2 separate regions of the Danio rerio genome follow, and region 1 is linked to region 2. Evidence: chromatin contacts called from public Micro-C data. All regions are on one chromosome and are shown on one strand. Each heading gives the region's core, a stretch centred on a gene start, on an enhancer-like site or on the middle of the called end of the contact. The rest is flanking DNA. Distances are from core to core; before and after follow the strand shown. Region 1 has its middle 77 kb from the start of samd11. Region 2 overlaps rerea (arginine-glutamic acid dipeptide (RE) repeats a).

Evidence for each region. A called contact is a pair of places that touch in the nucleus more often than the background predicts.
Region 1: a Micro-C map of caudal fin shows a contact between it and region 2, with 4 times the contacts expected there. The contact joins two enhancer-like sites. A contact is called at or near these places in 3 of 18 Hi-C or Micro-C datasets (caudal fin, hematopoietic stem cells and an unstated tissue) and 1 of 4 datasets of contacts at active chromatin or transcription factors (caudal fin).

The regions. Positions count from the first base shown.
Region 1 is chr23:25,879,997-25,884,265 of GRCz12tu, forward strand. No RefSeq gene overlaps it. Among named protein-coding and RNA genes, the nearest start is that of samd11, 77 kb to the right of the region's middle. Within about 2 kb of position 2,940, at least 26 of the 62 cell types and tissues checked have an H3K27ac peak or open chromatin away from gene starts, as enhancers often do. A contact at or near this core is called in caudal fin, where this site is marked.
Region 2 is chr23:25,708,279-25,712,537 of GRCz12tu, forward strand. The region is part of intron 2 of rerea (arginine-glutamic acid dipeptide (RE) repeats a); the gene reads left to right. Among named protein-coding and RNA genes, the nearest start is that of rerea, 81 kb to the left of the region's middle. Within about 2 kb of position 2,578, at least 11 of the 62 cell types and tissues checked have an H3K27ac peak or open chromatin away from gene starts, as enhancers often do. A contact at or near this core is called in caudal fin, where this site is marked.

The sequences.
Region 1 (4,269 bases), core at 1,690-4,189, 170 kb after region 2:
ACCTGACCCACCAGTCAGTTGTTAATTTCCACCAAGCAGTCACTGGTAGGACACCTGACCCACCAGCCAGTTGTTGAAGGCCACCAACCAGGCTCTGGCTGCCAGTTGTCAACTGCCGGGTAAAATGCGCTGCCACTGGCAGGTCATGCTACCTGACAGTTGGACACTGGCGGCTGCCACCAGCCAGTGGCAGGTCATGTGACCCGCCACTGGCGGCTCCTGCCAGCCAGTTGAAGATTGAACCCCTACTGCTGCATTGTTTTTTTGTAACTGCACTCTGGGTGGCAAATGTATCATTTACATGATTGTATTATAAATTTTCTATTATATAAAATGGTATTATCTGTGAGTGTATGTATGTAAATATACATACAGTTAAAGTCAGAATCATAAGCCCCTGTAATGAATATATATATATATATATATATATATATATATATATATATAATTTTTTTTTCCCCAAACGAGATTTCATGTTGTCATGACTATTATAGCAGAAATTACTTATTAGAAAATTAGTTATTAAAACTAGTAGGTTTTGAATTTTTTTTCTTTACTTGAATTGGGATGTAGCTATTGGGAGATTGGGAAAGGACAACACAATCTCACGGCAATTCGTAACTTTTTCATTTAGTGGCTAATTCGTATGAATTCGTACGATCTAATTCGTACAATTTAGTACGATTTGCTTATCCCCCAATGACGGTTGGGGTTAGGGGTGGGGTCAGGTGCCACGCCTCCTTTTTAAAATCGTACCATTTCGTACGACTGTACTCGTACGAATTCGTATGAATTAGCCACTAAACTGGCAAAACGTAAAATACTTACGTTTTCTCGTGAGATCAGGCTGGAAAGGAATATGAGCTGGGACTCAAACTTAGAACGACCGAATCCTTAATAGTATCTTATCTATCCTAATACCGGCAGCTAGCTCTCTGCAACTCTCACATGATCGCCCACTGAAGCTAAGCAGGGCTGCGCCTGGTCAGTACCTGGATGTGAGACTACATGGGAAAGATAGGTTACTGCTGGAAGAGGTGTTCGTGAGGCCAACAGGGGGCGCTCAACCTGCAGTCTGTGTGGGTCCTATCCCCCCAGTAGTGAAGGGGACAAAATACTACTCGGTGAGCGCTGTCTTTCGGATGAGACGTTAAACTGAGGTCCTGACTCTCTGTGGTTGTTAACAATCCCAGGATGTCCTTTGAAAAAGAGTAGGGGTTTGACCCCGGCATCCTGGCCAAATTTCCCCACTGGCCTCTGTCCATCATAGCATCCTAACCACCCCCACCTGTGTCTAGAAAATATATATTTGTATTATAAATGTAAGGAATTATTATTACCATATCCATTGTGGATCAAATTTTAACATTGACTCAATATTCATTATTTGGTCAGTACATCAGAAGGTACTTCGAAAATAATACATTGATTTGTTGTCAAAATTTAATTGACTCCACATAAACCGACACAAGTCAAAATCCACTTGAAACTTAAACAGTTTGAATTTTAAAAAGTGAAATTAAAGCTTCTATCTGACAAGCAGCATAATTTTATACACAAAAAAAGATTTAAGATCAAGATTATAAAATAATGGGCAACTATTAACAGGCGATCTGCACTAAGAATGTTACTATTAAACAGAAGAAGAGAGGCATGGCATGCTGCTTTTTAGCATGTTTCAATGGTGGCTCATGGTTTCAGCATTCTGTTAAAAATGTCTTCTGTGTTCACTGTTAGTTTGATTGAACTTGCATCCAAAAGCAGTTTTGGAACCAGCATATCAAGAGTAAGTAGTTTAGAGTTGATCAACTGAATGGCATAGTGATAAGTGCATTGACACATGCACTCTGGTGCCCACAGTGACCCGAGTTCAATTCCCACCTCAAGGTCCTATGCCCATCCTTTCACTTTCTCTGCTCCCCTTAATTTCCTGTCAATTCTCTCTACTGTCCTATCCAATAAAGGTAAAAACCCTGAAAAAATAATTCAAGAAGAAAAAAAGAGGTAATCAACCGAGAGTTTTGGGGTTCAACACATGGTAAGTTACATTTACTTTCTGGAATACACACCTGGAAAATTGAACTGATGTATCAGATATGATGCAGATCACCCATGTAGAAATCTGATAAATAGCATTGGCAATATTTAAATGATATGACATACAGGTCCATATTTGGATTTCACATACTGTATATGAAATTTCATATTTAACATATACCTTAAAATATTACAAATATTTCCATATTTTTTGACCATTGGGATTACAAATATATTTAATAAACATACAAAATTATAGCTATAATTTAAGCTATAATTAAAGTTGCACATGTTGCTAAATATTTGAGAACGTTTGTATGTCAAAATCCAAATATAAATATGCATGCAATTTGCATATATTGCCATATATCAGATGTCTGTAATGGTGTGGGGGTATTTTCTCAGCACATTCTTGTGTGATGATGGCTAAATGTGATGTCACAAAGCTCAAATCATCTCAATTTTTTCTTAAACATGACAAGAAGTTTACTAAACTCAAATGTAAGCATAGCGTAATTTCAAATGAGCAAAGAGTGCCTACATTTCACTGACTTTTTGCGTTTTACCTGTTACTTAAGATTTATACTCGTACATATGACAAAATAAGTGCTTCCGCATCCTCAGACAGTCAACCTAAAGGTCTCGCAGCACAATTTAAAAATCTGTCAGCGCGTCTGCAATTTGTTCCTGTTTCTGTCTGGATAGCTTGAGGGCACGAGCATTTCAGCGTGACGAGAAAACTTGGAAGTGCTTTGCTCTTCAAAGAGGCCATCTTGAAGCAGCCAGAAACACACAGTAATGATTTGTCTTCTCTCTCTGGCGGCGGGCTAGCGTGTGTGCAGTCACCGAGTCTTATTAGCAGCTGCTGTTGTTGTGCGTCCCTGTGGTGTTAGTGGCCGTGTGTGGACTAGAAGGGCTTAATGATATCCCGCTCGCACATTCCTGTCATTGCAGATCTCCATTCCCTCATGCTCTCTGCGGTACTGGATTCACATTTGGCCGGCCCTGTGCATTCCACACCAGTCTCTCTCTTTTCACCCTCCCTTCTTTTTTTATCTGATCATCCTTTTTTCTGTCCGTGTTGCTGCCGGTCTCTTTGCTGGATTACACTGTTATCCTCGGAGATATATGAAATCTCCATTTCACACTTATCCTCTGTGGCAGCTGTCCAGAGACTCAAACATTTGCTTTGTGATGGTGTCAGTAATAACTTAAGCTTCTTTGGGCCACCTGCAGCCTCTCATATGTACATTAGGAGGTTTTCGTGTACTTACAGTAAAGCAACTTTTGATCACTTTTACATGACGAACACAGCACAATGTTGATATCTTATTACATTATATTTATAAAATTTTTTCAACATTTTTATGTCATGCATTTATGTCATGAATTGGAATTGGAACAATCATATGTCTGGAAAGTAAATTTGACATGACAGTGTAAAATATACATGGTTGAAAGAAAATTACAGTGCATCGGGAAAGTATTCACAGCACTTCACTTTTTCCGCATTTTTATGTTACAGCCTTATTCCAAAACAGATTAAATTGATTAATTTCTTCAAAATTCTACACACAATACCCCATAATGACAATGTGAAATAAGATTTTTTGAAATTGTTGAAAATGTATTAAATAAAAAGCTGATAAATCACATGTACAGAAGTATTCACAGCCTTTGCTCAAGACTTTGTTGATGCATCTTTGGCAGCAATTACAGCCTCGAGTCTTTTTGAATATGATGCCTCAAGCTTGGCACACCTGTCTTTGGGAATTTTTGTCCATTCCTCTTAGCAGTACCTCTCAAGCTCTATCAGGTTGGATGGAAAGCGACAATGTACAAGCATTTTCAAATCTCTCCAGAGATGTTCAATAGGATTTAGGTCTAGGCTCTGGCTGGGCCACTCGAGGACATTCACAGAGTTGTTGTGAAGCCACTCCACTGATATTTTGGCGTTGTGCTTTGGCGCATTGTCCTGCTGGAAGATAAACCGTCACCCCAGTCTGAGGTCAAGAGCACTCTGAAGCAGGTTTTTACTTCAGGATGATTCCCTCTATCCTGACTAGTCTTACTGTTCATGCTGCTGAAAAAAATCCCCACAGCATGATGCTGCCACCACCATCCTTCACTGTAGGGATGGTATTACCCTGGTGATGAGCGGTGCCTGTTTTTCCCAAACGCAATGCCTAGCATTCACTACAAAAAGTTCAATTTGGTCTCATCAGACCAGAG
Region 2 (4,259 bases), core at 1,328-3,827:
ACAGCTTTCCCATGTCTCCCCTCACATTGCCACCGAACACGGCCCATCACATATCATTTCTAAAGCGATAACATGCAGATATGCGAGAAATCCATTGTGACATGAGGACAGGCTACGGAGACACTTGTCATGATGTCTTTGCTTGAGATTTTCACAATCGTTCACGAGCCCACACACACACGACTGCCCTAAATGCATGCTGACTTCAGCGTTGGAAAGATGTCAGCGTTCAGGATGATTCAGTGCCCCAGCGGAGCGACTGTGACACCGTTTCACTCAGCTAGGCTCGTGTAGCTGGTATTGTGGGGTTTGTTTTCCACCATCTGGAGGAATGTACCTGCGGTAAAAGGGAGAACAATGCTCCCTCTGTACTTCCTGCGAGTGCTTTCGGGGCAGAACTTCTAAGAGAGACTGGTTTTGTTATCATTCCTCGCCATTCTCCTGTGACGGGCGTTACGAGGGCGCGCAGAGGGTGCAAACCTGACAGCGAGATCTTAGGACGGGGCGAGAGAAGTGCGAAAATCACACCTTGCCAATTGAGCATGATCTCATCTGCATTTGAATGGTTTTCCAGCTGGTAAGCGCAGCCTTGGGCAATGATGACTGCTGAAACAACAGTGAGAGATGCTGCTGAGAGCATTTACTGTCTGACAATAGCCTTAATGCTTTGCTTTAAGCTCTTCAGCTTTTAGATGTTAATGCAGCAGAGGAATACTTTATTTATTTTTTGCTTTTTAAAAATAATTGCTTGCAAATATTTTCAATCGCACATGCATTGTACATTAGGGCTGTGCAATTAATTTAAATCAAATGATAATCATGATTTGATACATAATCACACACAATCATAATCAAATCACATTTGAAACATTGCAAATCGTAGGACACTGTCAAAAATGTTGTGTTTCACACAATTAATTTGTGTTGGGACAACATGAAGGAATTAAGTTAACTTATTAATTTTCACAAATTTAAGTGGATTGAACATAAAACAATTCAATTAAGTTTTTGTTGCCAGTGCCTTTAATGTTGGTTCTCCCCATCCACCATTCCCACTTGCCTGTCAGAGTGTGCCTCAATCTCCGCCAGATAAACAGTATAGTGACTTGTAGCAAATCTGACGTAACGTTTGTGAGAAATACTACAGTAAGAACTTTCCCAATGATTATTTGATGTATTTGTTGTGGAGTTAATTCAAGCCTTTCGATGAGTCACACACAATGTTGTTACAAAGTTCATTCACACACAGTAACACGCGTTTCATTTTGTTTTCAGTTTTTGCACGGCAAATGTGACAGTACACGCGTTAATATCCACTGCTGTATGGATATCTGTTATGTTAATGTACAAAAATAAACCTAATTTGACATCCACAAACAGCAATTGAAGCGTCTTCTTTTACAATTGTACTGACAAGCGGCTGTGGTGATAAATTACAGCAATTTTTACCATTTTTAACCTACTTTATTACCACCATGCACTGTTTTAAAAATGTTTAAACTTGTAAAACTCATTCTTGATCACATTTGATGGTGATTGATGACCATAGAGAGCTGAACAGATCTTTTAATCTCAGTTGCTTTGCGCACGTTCTGTCTTGTTGATATAATTATACATGTTAGTACTGAGACTATGTTAATACGTGGCTGTCAATCAATTCAGTTGGCGGGGAAACCTCACTCAAACGTCACATTGGGGTAGGCCTTAAAATGGAAGGGATTTGGATCCTATTTTAATGTCAGGAAATTTAAATAAAGAGGCTTATTGTCTTTTCATCAACCCAATATGACTGGACATACTATACATACACACAGTTCTGTCCAAACACCTTACAAAAGAAGCTTTTCATCCTAAGTACCCTTTAATATTTGCATGTGCAGTATGGGAAGAACATTCCACAGTTTATGCGGGGCCCCAATATTGGAAAAAAAATCTTGTTAAAATCTTAATTGTTATAGACAGATTTTACAACATATGATAAAAAAAGTTATAAAAGAGCTATATGATTATTATAGGCTTCTTGGCATTGGTCGGGGCCACCGAATTCCCCGGGGCCCTAAGTGGCTGCTCACCTTGCTTATTAGTTAATTTCACCCCTGTCTACATGCTTTGTATATAGGCTATATTTATAAAGTAAGTTTATCAAATAGGGTTAGGTTTTGCAATGGAGTTAATCTTCTCCCAAATTGCACAGGCCTAGTTTACATTGCTTATTGTGTTGCGATTTATTGGACATTTCCGTCCACCGTACTTTATGTGGCAGCGCACAATATGTAAGAGTTATATGTGGTTTGTTAGTCACCCAAAGCATCTTGTTCTGTTTTGGGCATGGCTGATGGTAGCAACTTGGCATTGGCTTCTGCAGTGAGAAGTAAACAATGAATCACCAGCAGCAGTAGTTTGAGAATTTCCCACTGCTGTAAAAGTCATCAAACTCCACATTCCAGGACGACATGAATGCATGTTACTGCTTTTATAACCTCCAGGAGAATTTTGTGTGGGGTTTTGTTTGCTGAGACTGCTGAGGAGCTGTGGTGCGATTGCTCATACTGTCCATCGGGTGGCAGAGTGAAAGACTGCTGTCGTGTAAACGTGCCTTCTCGCATGGCAGACACTGGCAGCTTGAGCTAATGGATCTGGACAGCAGAGCTTAAAGCAACGTCCTCCATTCACTTCCTTTTTGTTGAACCCTTTTAGAATCAGTGGCATTACAGAAAGAGATCCAAGTGTGATCTTTTAAAAATAGAAACATTTTCCTTAAAAAAATGTGTAAAATGTATCTATACTCAATTGTCACTGCTTCTGATCTAAACATCATCATCTTTTATTTATTCTCCTTAGACAAGTTCATCTAGAGATATTTTCGACACATTTTTGAACATAATAGTTTTTTAATAAGTAATTTCATTTGTCTTTGACATGTTGACCGTACATATTTTTCTAGTTATTTTACAAGATATAAAAGTCAGCTTAAAGAAAAATGTAAAGACTTAATTAGGTTATCTATGCAAGATAGTAATATTAAGATTCATTTGAATGCCAAGCTCTGTATTCTTGGTTTGTATCCTATGGAGCTTACAATTGGAAAGACAAACATTTTGGATTTAGGTTTTTTTTTTTTTTTTTTTCAAGCTAGAAGGGTTATTGCATTATATTGGAAACATATGGATGCTCCATCCATAGAATTGTGGGGAAAAAAAAAATTGGACCCGAGAGACTAACTTATATCATCAAAGGCAAGCAGAAAGACTTTGACTATCTTTGGAAACCATATATGACTATTATGTAAATTATGTGTTTGTAAACAATTATATTTAGTTTTTTTATTGTATTATTTTTTTGTTATTTTGTCTATCTATTTTTCAGATTAAATTAATTGAATTTATTTATTTATTTTTTTACTTTTTTTAGTTATGTCAATTAAATGTGTATATGTATATGTATATGTGTATATAGAACGCTGTGGATGTGTGCTGTTTTGTAGGCTGCATCGTTATTGTTTGGTTAGTTTGGGGGGGGTAGGGGGTGGAAGGAAAACAAATAATGAACATATTTGGAAAAAAAACTATGCAAGATAGGTTGATTAGGCAAGTCGTTGAATCGAAATAATTATTTCCTAAGGGGGTTTCACATTTCCGGTTTTCTCAGTTGGGGAAGGTGTCTAGGTAGGCCTAGAGCGCAGTGAATCGGCGAGCACAACAAATGTTTTTTTTACAATCTTATTTGCTGAAATAATAAAAGAAAAACTCCCCAATGGTGTTATCAAGACGTTCAGAAAAAGGAAAAAAGTTGTGTGAGACTGATGAAGGCAGGCAGAGGAGAGAACAAGGTCAGATTTACTCAGCCCCAGATGCTGCATTAAAAATACCACGCACAAGTGGTAATTTGTTTTTTGTAATTTGACGCAAAGATGCTATAATACATTCATAAATGCATCTAATTTATTCATTTATTTATTTATTTATTTATTCATTCATTTATTTATTTACTTATTATTTTTTCAGTTGGTTTATTTATTTATATGTGTCTTGATTCACCTTTGCATACTTATTGAAGGCCTCAGAAAATAGGGAAGGGTGGGAGATGGGTGGGATGGTGCATATAAGGGGGTAGAAAAGTGTAAGATTTTTTTTTTTTATTTAAGAGTTCTACTGTTTTCTTTTTTTTTTTTTTTGGTTAATATATATTTTATGTCATATCTTTGCTGATAGGACTTCTACATTTGTCAGTTTGCAAAAAATCTTTAAGATTTAAGATTT